2 separate regions of the Anas platyrhynchos genome follow, and region 1 is linked to region 2. A link is a contact called in public Hi-C data. All regions are on one chromosome and are shown on one strand. Each heading gives the region's core, a stretch centred on a gene start, on an enhancer-like site or on the middle of the called end of the contact. The rest is flanking DNA. Distances are from core to core; before and after follow the strand shown. Region 1 holds the start of UPK1B (uroplakin 1B). Region 2 overlaps LOC101792630 (beta-1,4-galactosyltransferase 3).

What was found. Hi-C and Micro-C count contacts between places; a contact is called where the count stands out from the background.
Region 1: a Hi-C map of skeletal muscle shows a contact between it and region 2, with 2.1 times the contacts expected there. The contact joins the promoter of UPK1B here to the enhancer-like site in region 2. A contact is called at or near these places in 5 of 8 Hi-C or Micro-C datasets (F1 follicle, liver, skeletal muscle and 1 more).

The regions. Positions count from the first base shown.
Region 1 is chr1:85,492,658-85,499,982 of IASCAAS_PekinDuck_T2T, reverse strand. It overlaps UPK1B (uroplakin 1B), which reads left to right and starts at 5,222. Exons shown (of 8, transcript XM_027449623.3): 1 at 5,222-5,353.
Region 2 is chr1:85,330,048-85,337,206 of IASCAAS_PekinDuck_T2T, reverse strand. LOC101792630 (beta-1,4-galactosyltransferase 3) reads left to right here. Exons shown (of 6, transcript XM_038181436.2): 2 at 5,067-5,302; 3 at 6,187-6,377; 4 at 7,011-7,133. Among named protein-coding and RNA genes, the nearest start is that of B4GALT4, 35 kb to the right of the region's middle. Within about 2 kb of position 5,751, at least 1 of the 8 cell types and tissues checked has an H3K27ac peak or open chromatin away from gene starts, as enhancers often do.

The DNA.
Region 1 (7,325 bases), core at 3,973-6,472, 160 kb before region 2:
TTGTTCCCAGTCTGTTAGATGAAATACAAGTGAAATACCAGAACCAAAGGACTACCACAGTGCCAAGGCCATTCAGGACCTGAGGCCACATGCTAGCAGATATATCAACACTGGCATCTGCATTCTTCCAGAAGCAGTAATCCAGAAAGCCCTAGAATTCACAACCAAGAGCAATATGGAGGCACCTTCTAGCAGTCCTTCCCAGGACGTTGCCAGCCTTTTAAAGGAGCTATCTCAAGCACAAGCAGAAAATTCTGTGGTCTCAAAAGTCTTTTCTCCTGCCATACATTTTGCAGGGTGACAGTCAATCCTTTTCTAGGTACACCGAGATTTCTAGCCTCCTGTGAACCTTCCCTATGGCCAGGGTCCTGTTCCTAGCCTGCCCTAGAGTGTTCTCCCCCTTGGCCAGGTGCCCTGTGAACATATTGTGGTCATCACAGGGAAGACTCCTCGCTAAAACAGCCTTAAAGTCCTGAGACTGACATAGGAGAACGCTTGGAGGCAGAAGTAATAGCTTTTATCAGATCAACTAATAGAGCTGCAAAAGATGTGCAAGAAGGGCACACAAATCCTTCTTCAGGTCTGCAATAAAACAGCAATCCTCAAAGTGAAGTGCAAGTCGAAAACATTTGCTTTGAGCAGAGCTTCATATCTACGAGGATAGGCCAGTGGAAGGAAAAGGTAGGTGGTATATGGAGAGGAGAGACATTATTAATAATGAAGAAAATGATAACGTAACGGTGCCCTACAGGAAAGAGGTAGACTACAATGTGTGGGAACACAACAAGATCAGTAAGGAAAGGGGAGATCACACATCATAAAACCACTGTCCTTGTAGCATGCTCAACATTTCCATCTAGAAGACTTAGAAGCATTGGTTCATTTTTGTTCTGTCCTTCAGCATATGGGCTGAGAGGTTAGAGATGATGTGGCTGTACGATGAGAAGTGCTCCCTGCCAGTAAATAGGTGCTTGTGAGTTCTCAGGACAGCAGTTGCTTGCTGTATACTTTCCAAGGCTTTCCACTTTGGCCAGATCTACCCAGGACTCATTCTTTTCCTCTTTTTAAAGCCAACAGGAGGGTCCATAACATCCTCTGATGATTTATATGTACTTCACAGCCACTCTGCTGCTGAGGACCACAGCCCAGCCTAGTTAATCCCTCATGACAGGAGGAGAGCAGAGGTAATAACCATCGCTGTTTCCCCATGCCCTCCACTGCCTGGGTAAATGCTCAGCCTGAAAGACCCAGCCAAGGCAGCCAGGCCCACCAGAAGAAGCTGAAGATGAGATTCAAGAGGAAGCCACGTCCCATTTATTTGGCCCATGATATCCCATCCCCAGAGGTGTTAAAGGCCAGGCAGGGTGGGGCTTTGGGCAACCTGATCTAGTAGGTGGCATCCCAGCCCATGGCAAGGGGGTGGAGCTAGGTAATCTTTAAGGCTCTTTCCAACCCAAATGATTGTATGATTTACTTGCCCTTTTACACCATCATAGGTGTTGGCTGGGGAATGCCACTCTTGCAGGGCTTGGCTTCCCTTCCACATCAGCAGAAACTCTAGCTTATGGGATGGACCCAGGGCAGGGTTTGACTTCAGGACTCTACCAGGCTCCTCTGTGCTTGTTTTATCTTCTAGTCTCTGTATACCAAAAAGCGACCTCCAGGTTGCTGAAAGACCTAGGTGGGATGAGCAGATCTAAGATGTAGATACTTTGGTCAGGGTTTTTCTCTGCAGAAATTAGCGTGAGATCTGTGATGAGGCTCTCCTACTAGTTTCTTTCATAGTCTGCAGAATAAAAGAGGCTTCCTTAGGGGACATTCAAAGCCCAAATCTATCTCAAGGTACTCAGGAAAGCACCCTGAGGATCTTCTTTGCCAACAGTAATAGCAACTAACAGAGATTACCTTTTATAAACATTCCCTGTTTGTCTAAGCTTTTGGGCCAAGACCACTGAGGAATGGAGCCACAGCAGCTGACTAGGTTGTTAGCAGTAGAATACTGGAATTTAATTAGTTATCACCTATATCCAGATGAGCAAATTTCAATATAAGCTCTAGTCCAAAACTCCCTGGGGAAGCAGTTCCCAGCCTGAACCTAGTTCTTTACCAGACAGAGCAGCTTCCTCCAACTTGTTTGCCCTTTCTGATTGCTCACTTATGAGAAGGACAAGAAATGATCTGTTTTGAAAGGCTGAAAGTACGGATTTTCATGCAATCACATGATTTTAATAGCTTAGATTCCATGCAAACACTGAAAATCGCAAGTCTTAAAACCAAAATACAGCCATGTATCATAAATAAAAAATAATAATAATAAAGAGCTCATGAATAAAACTCTATCACACAAAATTAGAAGAATAAGGTGTAACCCCCTCTTTCCATGCAATATTAAGAAACCACAGTTGTTGAGAGTGTGCTTTATACATCTCTTCTTAGGAATGAGGAGTGCAGTGCCATATTCTTGGGTGGGTTATGCACTGCCAAATACCAGAACTACCAGCATCACAAAGATGCCTGTATCTGGCTTTTCTGTAGCAGTCTCCACCGAGGTATCTGAGGCTTTAGAAAGAAGTTATTTTCCACATTCCGCATCACACTAAATATATACATACAGTTCTGCTTTCCACTCTCTATATTTCCAGGCCTAGATGGAGGGGCTAGCCCATCAACCCAGTGGTTTATCCAAGCCCACTATAATTAGCCCACGGTTGTTGCTAATGGTATGCCATTTGTCTCCCCGCACTCAACACTGTTTGGTAAACATTTTCTGGGACAGAGCTGCTCTCCCCTGATCTCCCTAGGTGGTGTGCACTTATTTATTCCCCTCACCCTCTCTCGAGATGTATCAGAAGTGTCAGAAGAAGGGCAAAACCTTGCGAAAGGTGAAAGCAGCTGCAGCACAAGCCACAGCCCAGCTGGCAGGGGAGCGGAGGCAGGAGGCCAGCCACAGACCCCAGGGGCAGGGTGGACATCTGCCCCTCGCCCCCCATGTGGAGGCAGCAGGAGGCAGCCAGCAGGAATTCCCTGCTCCTCCAGGGAGGGCCTGGCACTCGGCCACGGCACGTGGAGGGCTTGGGCGGCCAGAGCCAGCCTCAGCCCCCCGCCTGGCAGGGGAAGGAAGGTTGAACTGTGGATGGGGAAGCAGCTGTTCACAGCCCTCCCGGGAATGCAGGAGCAAAGCCAGGTGGCTGGGGCTGGGGACGGGGCTGCTGGAGTGGCACCCTCAGCAGGAGGTCACCAAGGTGGTGGCTCAGCTCACGGGCAGCACCTTCTGCAGTGTGTTGTGGCAGGGATGCTCAGCCTTGCTCTGAGGATGTCATGCACAGTGGAGGGACATTCATCAGGAAGGACCCCCTCCCTAGGAAAAAAAGAGGGTGCCTGTTAGATTGAACCTGTGCATGGGTATTGCTGACAGTGCAGCCACACCGTGAGGGATATAAGGTGTCCTGAGCCCTCTTTGTGTTTTCACTTAAATGTGAGACCTGATCTTTGCATGCAACATTGAAAATGCAGCAAGGAGCTTCCTCACCTGTGGATAGGAGTGGTTTCTTCATGATGCTGGCATGAGGCAGGCACAGAAATGTCTCCTGCCAGTTTGGCTGCAATCTCCTTTTCCTTTCTGTGTGCTCTCTTCCTTCCCAGCTACCCCCCTCTCACACTCTTTCAGTCTTAAATCATTATTTCCATGCTATAAAGAAAAGACATTCAAAGAGTGCAGGAAGGTGAAAGGGTGTTCTTAGGGGTTGGGAGCAAGGTCAGTCCATTAGAATTGCCTACAGCATCTATTCAGCATTTATCAGCAGCTTTGTTCTTTCTTTGGGCATTTTCCATCTCCCTCCCATGCCCTGTTTTGAAAAACTAAGGCACATTTAGTGACAGGCACATTCTCACGTTGCCTCGTCTCCCATAGAGCTTATGGTCATAGTGATAATTCTCCCAAGGAATTTCATTTTCTACCTCTGTCTCATCAAGCAAAACCCCCAACTGCAGTGTCTTCACACCCAATCCAGCACTCTGCTTTTAATCTACAGGCAGCAAAGGTGTGCACAAATGTGGGTCTATGTGTGCGTATGTGTGTGTAGAAACTACATGCATTTGTATTTTTTCTACACATCCATATACACTTGTGTACATGACTTTTTGGGAGGGGTGCATGCATTTGTGAGCCTGTAGCATTTGCAAATGCAACAATTTTAAAAAATGTATGTATCTGTCTATACGGAGCTGTTGGCATGTTCTTATCTGGACTATGCAAACACAGATGCAGATCTACAGGGAAGGCTGAGGCAGCTGTGGACAGCTCACTGGGGGTGCCCATGGTGGCACCTGGGCTCACATGGAGTGGTTTGTCAGCCACACCACCCTTTCTTGCTCAGGCCAGGTCTCACATATTCTTTTGATGTTTGTTTTTGACTTGTGAAGAACTCTTGAAATATGAAGCTCCCATCACCCATCCCATCACTGTTCAGTAGGTTGGGGTTTGCACACAGAAATGAACACCAAGCACAAGCAGCTGTGCCTTCGCCAAAGATTAGATCAAGGCTCCGGTAATAAGAATGATGATTTTTGGCAGATTTGGGCTGGAACATGTAAGGAAGGTGAGAGAAGTGTCTTTCCTGATGTGTTCCTCAGCCTCAGCCCCTCCTAGTTCATCACAGGCCAATCACTACATATGCATGTCCTCAATTTTACTCTTCATAAAACCAAATGAGTTAAAAATCCATGTGGCCCAAGGCAATGCGATGTTCTCCCCACTTTTCTCACCATCCGTAGTGTCTTGCACAGTAGCCAACACCTACATTTTTGTTTCTAAAAACACCCTGGGTTAAAGAAAATCAAAATGGCTCCAACCCAAACTACTGTATTTTTCAAGTCTTCTCCATGCAACACAATTCAATGAAAACACTGATGCTCGTTTACTCTCTTTTCTAGTCAGTGCATTCTTCTTATACCACGTTCAAACAATGGTCCGGCAATCCTAATATTTATATTTACTCCCTTCAAATTTACCTATACTCTTTAAAGTTCAAGTATCTCACATGAGTGAGTCACTCATCCACCCTTTAGAGAGTACAATGCTAGAAATTCTTCAAGCTTTCTGTTTTCGGCACAACGACATTCCGATACAATCTGAGAATCACAGAGACACCCTCTGGTCCCACAGGAGCCAGGGAACAGGTTTGGCTAGAAAAAAAAGTTTTCCTCATGTGATGGGCACCCTACCAATCACACACGGCTCTTCTCAAGCAACCTGGGCTCTTTAAAGACCAGGCGAGACGGGAGAAAAGGGGCTTTTTTTCAGCTGGACAGGTGTGTGTGGTTTTCTGCTGGGAAGCATCACCAGGAGAGAGGGGTGAGTACCTGGCTTTGGTCACCATCTTTATCTTCATGAGGCAAATCAATGAGAAGCATCTGGTACAAGAACACAGACTTTTATGTTAAATGATTTTCATTTCAGACCCTGGGCTGTGTTTAGTATGTGGGAGGCTGGTACCTGGGTGAGGTTAACTGCAGATGATTATTAAGCATTTCTTTTTTTTTTCTTCTACCGCAGGCTGTGTCTTCTATATGGCTGTTTTAATTTGTTTCATATTTTTTTCTCCTAAAGACTAGGGAGGAGGAAATGGGAAAATTAGATCTGTTGCCAACATGTTTGAGTGTCAAAAAAAAAAAAAAATCATCACAGAGAAAGACAAATCCTGTAATTCCCCCTCACTTGTGAAAATATGAAGTATATATTTAAAAAAAAAAAAAAAAAAAAAAAAAAAAAAAACACTCTTGTTTTGGCTTTGCTGAACTAATGAGGGAGAGAGGAAAAAACTACCTCCCAGCTCTATTTCCGAGGTAATTATGCCTGATGATGATTTAGCAGCCGCTTCACTGTTCACATAGGCTTCATTTCATAGCGATCTCTCTTGAAAGGAAACTTAATTAGTCTATGACCCCTGCTTGATGCTGAGCTTTGTTTTTGCTTTATATTTCTCCCCTGGTAGCATAAAATAACTGGCTGGCTTTTCATTTTCTCGGAGTGGCTGGAGGCTGGAGAACAAGCTGCTCTCTGCCAGGGGTGGCTGCCTTTCACTGGCAGGTGGAGTGACGGGAGAGGTTCGGTGGGGCAGGAGGATCATGTGCGTGTGTGCTGGAAATCTTTGCCTCAAAATAAATAAATGACGAACCGCCACTTGTAAAACATCCGCCTTTGCAGCAGCAGGGTCCAAAAGATTCATCAATAAAATATTTAATTGCCTCCTCTTAAAGGCAGTGTAACACTGCATATTTCCCAAACACTTTGAAACTGCCTTTGTTTTTTAAGTCCCTTGGGGGCTTATAAAAAGAAAAATTTCAGAAAATAATAATAACGACAGCAATAATGATAATTAATAATTATGAAGTTGGTTTACCCAAGCCTTGCTGTGCAGGACACCCTAGTGGGTTGGGCAGGTCTGTGCCTTGCCTGGGGCGTCCTACAGCACCTGCACTGCTCCTCTGATGGCTCCTCCTTGCCAACTTCCCTCTCTTGGCACCCCACCACGGGTGTTCTGCTCAAGCTTGTAGAGACAGGCCTGGGAAAGCCAGAGGGCTAGGAGGAGGTGGCTGGATGGGGTGAAGGGCAGGGCAGGGCCCCCAGGCAAGGATGAGGTTTCAGCGTCTGAAAGGCTGGGTTTGTTTAGTTGTGCTCAAGTGGTTCCAAGCCTTTCGGCTGAGGCATCTGGAGGCTGCAGAATGCATGGGAAACAGTACGAATGCACCTCTCGTCTCTGCCTCCTTGCACAAGAGGAGAAGAATGCCACGTAGAGCTACCCAGGGAGGTAGCAGGGGGTGAGGTGAAGTCCTACAGGGCCCAACCATCATGTTCATGTACTGTCCCCACTCCTCTTCCCACCCTCCAAGGGTGCTGCTTTGTGCCAGCCCCTGCACTCCAGGCCAGGAGGGACGTGGGGGTGTCATGTCCATGATGGTGGGCAGTGGCTTGAGCATTCCCAGCTGCTGCCCGTGGTGTGAGGGGCTGGAGGTCTTCTTGGCCAAGCTCTCTACAGGCTGCCTAGGACCATGTCCAGATGTTTTTTAAATATCTTCAAGGAAGGAGACTCCGTAACTCTGATTACATGGAGGACCTAGGGCTTCACAAGGGCTGGGGTGAGTGTTGGCTCTTCGTAGAAGCAAATTGTGCTCACAGGAGGGGTTTTGGACATCCTTTTGGCCATGGTGCTGTGACTCCACCATGAGAACTGGCACAGAACATGTGGCAATCAGAACAGGACCCCCTTCTACATGAGGCAATGCCAAAATGATTCTTATCCATGGGCTTTTTTGGCTATAGATGG
Region 2 (7,159 bases), core at 4,502-7,001:
CAGTGACGATGCACATGCGAAATAAAACTACGTTAAAGTAACTGGTGCTTTCAAAGCTATGAAATCTTCCTAAGACCTGTTCTCCCCATCTCTGGGAGAGTTAAGAAGAGGGTGGGTTGGCCTGCATGGGTTAAAATGCGGACAATGCTAGCTACAGAGAGAAGAATGGTAAAGTTAACTAGGAGAAAGAATGAGGCAAAGTGACTGTGGAAGTTTTTACTAACTCCAAAAGTTAGAATTGAGCATGTGAAGACCCTTGCTGTGAAACAATCTATTGGAGCATTGATACAGTTCCAGCTTAAGAAAAACAAACATTCTGCTACTACTAGGTGATATTACCTTTTTAAATACAAGAAATAACATATTCCTTCTGTTATTGGTATATGCCAGACTCCTCTGAGGGTGTTTTGTTATTTTTCCTTCTAAAAATGCCTGCTGCTCTGTGAGGTGCTTGCCCTTTATTCAGATGTGTCCATCACATAGAAAACAGATGTATAAATACAGCCAATCAAGACAGTTGTAAAGTTACCATCGCTCCTGGGACTGATCTCTCTTGGAAGCATTACATCAGAGAGAGCGATTAATATTAATTTCATAAACCCATTAAATGAGATTTCAAATCAATTCTTGTGGACTCCAGTCTGCAATTCAGAGCTGGTAATAATTCACCGTGTCCACTCCAAAACATGTTAAAGTAACTGGAAGAATGCCAAATGGCATAAATGTTTCCTGGATCGGGGCTTTTATGAAGTGCAGTGCTTTCCCCACTTATGTATACAGTAGATCACTTAACTAATTGCTTGAACAGAAGATCAGATTGCAGCTCCATCTGTCTTTTTTCAGCTACCTGAATCCATTTCCAGAGCAGTGGAGTAAGAATTAACTGAAAATATAATTGCTTAACATCTCTGCCTGGGAAGAAGATCTGGATTTAGCTTTTTAATGCTCAGTGGTGCCCATTGACCCTTTCATGGTCAGTAACTCCAAAAGCATTGTACTGGATACTCAACGTCTTCGGTAATACTGACACTGTTACTTCAGTTCCTTTTGAAGTTTCTGTACAAATAACCAGTTGCCTGTTTCCACCTTTTGGTTTTGGAAAAAGCAGAGCATTCTTATGCTTGAGTTGCTCTCACTCAAACTGAACTGAGCAGCATTTAAACCCAAAATTTGGTGTTCTCACATTGTGTGTGAGATGCGTTGTTTTTGTCAGTTCATCGTTTCCTCTTACCAGGAAAAAGCTCAATGGCAGATGGCTCTGATTTAGTTTTTTTGGAGGGGTACCTTACTTCCAGCATGGTGTGTGCTGAACGAGTTAATTTGGCTCTTGAAGCCTTAATAGTTCCATGTTCCATCTGCAACTCTGATTTTTTTGAAATCCTGTCATGCAGTGGAAGAACTTTTTTCAGGCCCTTCCTGTAGCAGTTATTCCTTTTCACTCCTGCCATAACCTTTTCATGAGCAGGACCATCTGTTGTGGCACTGAGCTGTTCCTGCTGCCTTTTGCAACGCGTGCTCTCCCACTACAGCTTCTCTCCTCTTAAGAGGGAAGTGAAGAGGTAATAATGCTGAGATTTATCTTTAGCTGCTGCTGAGGCAGCCTCGTGTTCTGTCATTGGAAATTGATGCTTAAATTAAGGCTGTCAGTCTGCTTTTTATTTCTTTTTCATCCAGGTAGTGGTAGAATTATACAATATGAAGTAAAGTAATGCGTAAGTAATATACTGTGTGCTGCTGCACTTTTTCACTGATATATTCATCCCTGCTACCATTACAGCTTGTTCAGCTTGTGCAAGCTTTACTTATTGAACTGAATTATTACAGCTGTTTATTCTGAATTAAATGTATAGCAAGATGGTGTTCAGAAGTCATGTAGCTCCTTCCTTAAGGTGGAATAGATCTGGTCACAGTTAATGGGTCTCCTGATACTCAGATGTGTTGCCTGGGAAGTAAAACAAGCAGGGAGCATGCTGTCCCAGCCACCAGCTAACAATATGGGCAGGGACTCTTATTTATTTCTCTGTGCACTGAGGTTTCCTATCAATTAAACACTCTCCCTGCGGTGATGCAGGCACAGAAGGAGCTGAGGAACCAGGCTGTGGGGAAAATTGACTGGATATATCAAGGGGTTGATCTTGTACCTTGTCTGAATTGGGATCCTGTGCTTTCTAGCATGACCAAGGTGGTGTTTTTCTTTTTTTTTTCTTTGTCTTTTCCCAAAACTGAGCTTCAGCTGTTGTATTTTTCCCTACTTGGGCCAGCCTGCAACTGTGCTGTTCACGTGTGGGATTTAATTGGATTACAGCGCAGTAGCTGGTTGTTAGTTGAAACTGGACAGGAAGGAGAGCTGAGAGCCAGAATTTTGTTTATAGCCAAGTTGTAGGGCAGCCAGAGGTCTGGGGGATATGTCACAGGCTTTAACTTTTTTTGTTGTTTTTGCTTGACATATGCTGAGTTTCAGAGCTGAGGTTTTTGAGGTATGGAGCCAGGCAGCTCAGGAGAAGATGACATCTGGAAAGAAAATGATAAATTCAGGTGTTATCCTCATGAATCATATGTTTGTGTATGTAGGGAGGTAACAGGAGTGAAGATCGTGCATGTTATGTCACTCCTTCCCTTGTGTCAAAATGCAGATTTAATTTTGGGGATTTAAGGATTATTGCTACAGAATCTTCCTCTGTAATGCAAATAGCCTGGATTGTGTTAGGGAAAACAAAAACATGCCTTTGTGGGAGAACAAAAGGGATTAATTCCTTTTTTTTATGTTTTCCTGGGAGCAATGATCTGTAGACGAAATCCAATCTGAAGATAACGTTTCTTCAGCAAGCTCCAGTTGTCATCAAATTGCTGGGTAATGGTGCTTTAGTTAAAAGAACTGATAATCAGGGAGTTCATAAATCTGCAAAGCAGCATAAATTACAGGTTTAAAACAGTGTTGGACTGAAATGCGGTGGCCTTAGAGGCAGCACAGGAAACTGCCTGCCTAAAAGTAATAAACAATAAATGCGACCTAGACTCACGAAACGCAGCGTGGTTCTCTGAAGAACTACTCCTCTGCTTCAGATGGGCAAGTACAGCAGCATCCTCCAGTTTCCTGCACAGGGTAATGTAGCCAAAATCAAATTGCCCGTGAGTTTATCATGGGCAGAGGCTAATCCTCTAGCCCTTTTTTGACTGTGTGAGGGATGGGATCGGTGGCTGTTCCTACTGATCTTCAGGAAACACTCACATCTGCTTCTTTAGAAGGAAAAGGAGACTGCTGCTGGCCATAGGTCTGCATGTCAGAGATGTGAGGGGTACCAACTTCTGGCTCTGGACGGACAGCTTCAGTCTTACTCCAGAATTACTCCCTGAGTCTTGCACAAAAATCAGCCAGCCAGTTGAAGGGGTGTTGCTTCCTCTCCATCAGTGACACAGGATGTGGGTGCACACAGGTTCAGTTCTGTTCTTTGTTAGACTTGTAGCAGAGACTTGCACGTAGGATGGGCTGGAAGAAATACCTTGTGGGCTCACCTGCTTAAATATGCATCAGACTTGAGACAAACCCGTACTTTTCCCAGCTGAAATGAAAGCTACCAAACACCAGGCCTAAATACTTACTCTTTCTCTCCCAGGCTTCATTATCAGACGTTTCAAGAGAGGATAATTTATTTCACTGCTGAAGAGGGAGTCTGGCTTAGAAGATACTGAAAGCTCACTTCAAAACAGTCACAGGATTGACTATGAGCTTGGAAGCGAAAGAAAGTCTTATTTATAGCTGTACAAATAAATAAGTAACTTGTCTCACAGGCTTCTGGAGTAAAAAGTATTTTGTCTTTGAGCAGCATGACTTGCAGAGGATTGTTGGGCCTACTTAAAACCACAATCTTGTGATTGTCAGATCTTAATTGCAATCTAGGTAAAAGGTTTCCTCCTAGCTTATTTAAATGATAGATTTGATCTTGTTTGTTCTGCATTTTTGCTTTATTTTCTTAGAGAAGATGACAGTGGTTGGAAACCACTAAGATACGCTGATTTGTGTGCAAATGTAATTTTTTTTTCCTAATTCTTGAGCCTTTTCTATACCTGTAGTGACAGGTATAGGAATAACCATAGTGTGCATTTGTTTGTTTTCATATTGCTACAGTGCAAGACTTGTGTTAACAAAGTGACTGATACTTAATATTGTTTTTTTCTCAAGCTTCTTCATTCTGAAGAATTCAGATAAAAATGCAGGAAAAAAAAATGTATATTCTAATTAGATAAAAATTCCTGAACATGGTGGATGTTTTGCATTTAAAACTGACTCTCTGAGTAGAGGAACTATCCTATCTAGCTTATATTGCTGCCCCATGCCTATTCCTGTAACTATGAAACATCTCCCTTCTTAGATCTGCTGTTTGTTTCTCCTAAAATTTTGATGGGAAAGCATGAATACAGCCCTTGTGGCATGTGATTTTAACATCAAATTGAACTTAAAACTTCTTTTTTGAGATAAAGCTAACATTGCCTAAACCATTTATGTTTCTTAAATAATTTATATTCATCCAGACTTTAGGCTATTTCCTCCCAACCTGCTGATTATCTTTTTGGATGTCTTTATCCTCGAATCTACTCTGAAAGAGCCTCAGAGACTTTTTCCATACGGGCAGCCAAAAGAAAAAGCCTGTCATAGATTTGTTTTCAACTCTACTCTTACAGGGAATACATTTATTCAAGGAGACCATCTAAGTAGCACAAGACAGCTTTGCTTGTGCAGCAGAGAGCCAATACCAGGAAAAAGAGAAGCAGAGGAGCCCGGTGAGCCCTGCTGGCTGTGACAGGACTCTGGGTGCCCCTCTGGCAGGTAGCCCGATGGCCCTGTGCTCCTCTGTGTAGAGCCCCGGTGAAGTGACTGGCCTGTGGGTGGTGCTGGAACTGGTCAACCAGGCACGTCTGCATGGTGGTGTTAACTGTTCTCTGTTAAGCAGGGCTGGTGTCTTCAGCAGTGACCATTTGCAACTCATCCTGTATTTCTTACACAAAAGCTGAGAAGCATTTGTTAGCTTACTTCTGTTTTGTTTTTTTTTTCTTCTCTCTCCTTACAGTTGGTCCGTTAATCATCTCCTTCAGGGTGCTCCCTAGTGAAAGAAAGATCATCAAAAAAAATCCTTTCGTTCAGTCCGGAGGCCTCTACAGACCACCTCACTGCTTGGCCCGCTACAAATCAGCCATCCTCGTAGCATACAGCAACCAGGAGAAGTACCTTCACCATCTTCTTTACTATATCCATCCTTTCTTGCAGCGCCAGCAGCTCAGTTACAGAATCTACTTGATTCAGCAGGTAAGCCTAAATCAGATCCCCCCTGCTGGGGGGAGGCTGAGTTTCCAGGTCAGGTTCTGAGCAAGAAATGTGAATCCTGCAACATGGAAGCACCATTTTATGCCTGGGTCGAGCAGGTCAGTTATATGCCATCGTACCTCCATGGCTGCTGCTGATTGAAATACCTTACCACTTGTCAAGATCATTGTTCTGCTATTGATTTGTTGTGCTTTTTTTAGTTCCAGAGGGATAAAGCTGTCATTAAGTGGTAACTTGTATTTTCAGCAGTTCAAGAGTTGAATGTGGGCTGTCTGTCAGTGGCTTGTCAGCATAGCTACTGAGTAAAACTGTTGAGACTAAATGCTAAACTCAAATCAGGTATTTTTAGACTGCATTAAGTGAAAACATCTGGCTTGACCTTGCTGTGTGCCAGCCTATGCAGGGCAAACAGCCGCAACTTAGCTGATGGGGGACCGGTGTTGCAAAAGATCAGTGGAGAGACGGACAGTTCTGGGTACACTAATTGAAACTGATAGCTGAGTAGGGGAGAAAGGAAGCTTTTTGTTTGTGGCAGGGATCTGTTTTTCTTATTTCTAAACTTTAGGAAGTAGTAGTCAGGACAGAAGTGTTGATGTGCATGTGTAGACCTGAAGATTGACTTACCTGGTCTCTATGTCTGTCTTCCTCATATGCCAATGGTGTATGGCCCCTGATGCATCACAGTTCCTGAGAATATTTTGAAGAGAGGGAGTAAAACTTTCAGGGTTTAGGGATAAAATTTTCAGCCAGTGGTGAAGTACTCCAATGTCATTCAGTTGATAAGGCTTTTGTACTAACATCAGTTTGAATCAAACAATTCTCTTGTTTTGGTGAAGCAACTTAGGGTGTGGTGTGTTTTTTTCCAGGTGGGGAATGGTACATTTAACCGAGCAAAGTTACTTAATATTGGTGTCCGGGAGGCCCTGAAGGATGAAGATTGGGACTGCCTTCTTCTGCATGATGTGGATCTAGTACCTGAGAACGACTATAATCTCTACATCTGTGATGAATACTATCCCAAACACATGGCTAGTGCCATCGATAAGTTTCACTACAAGTAAGTGCTTCTGCTTTGGGATGTTTGCATCTTAATGGGTTCTCTTTCCTCGTAGATTGCATCTTTCTCTGTCCACATTCATGCTGCCTTTAAGATCTGTGGGGTTTCTTTTTTGTTTTTGCACTAGTGGCTTCCCCAGGAAGGGGTATGGCTGACCTAAGCCACGTAACGTGAATGGTTCTCTGCATGTATTTCCCCATTCCACTGTTAGCTTAGCTTGGCCAATAAAGGCAATCAGAAATCTGCCAGTTCTTCCCAGGATAAAAGCATGGGGTGGGAGGTACTGGAGTACATGGAAGATGCATGATGCAATGTAGGTATCTGGAACTAACTTGAGAAGTTAATTTTAAAACCAGCTTTACCTTGACCTACTCAGGGGGAGGGAGGGGCAGGAATTAAGCTGATTTTGCTGGTTCAAGTTTCAGTAAATAATGAGTGTGTCTTAATTTGGGGCTTAAAACTTTCCACAGGAGTACTGTTAAACCAGCTACTCTGCAGCCATCTGCTTCTACAAATATTCTGCAAGGGATGAGATTAATGTCTGTGACTTGCATTGTGTTGTTTGCTTGTTAAGGACTAGTTATTAGCCCTCAATATTGATCCTTTTGGTTTTTTTTCCCCTTCTCTTTTTAGTCTTCCATATAAGTCCTTCTTTGGGGGTGTATCTGCTTTGACTCCAGAGCACTACATGAAGATGAATGGGTTTCCAAACACATACTGGGGCAGTGGTGGTGAAAATGACGACATCGCTACAAGGTATTGATGCACAGGGCAGGCTAAAA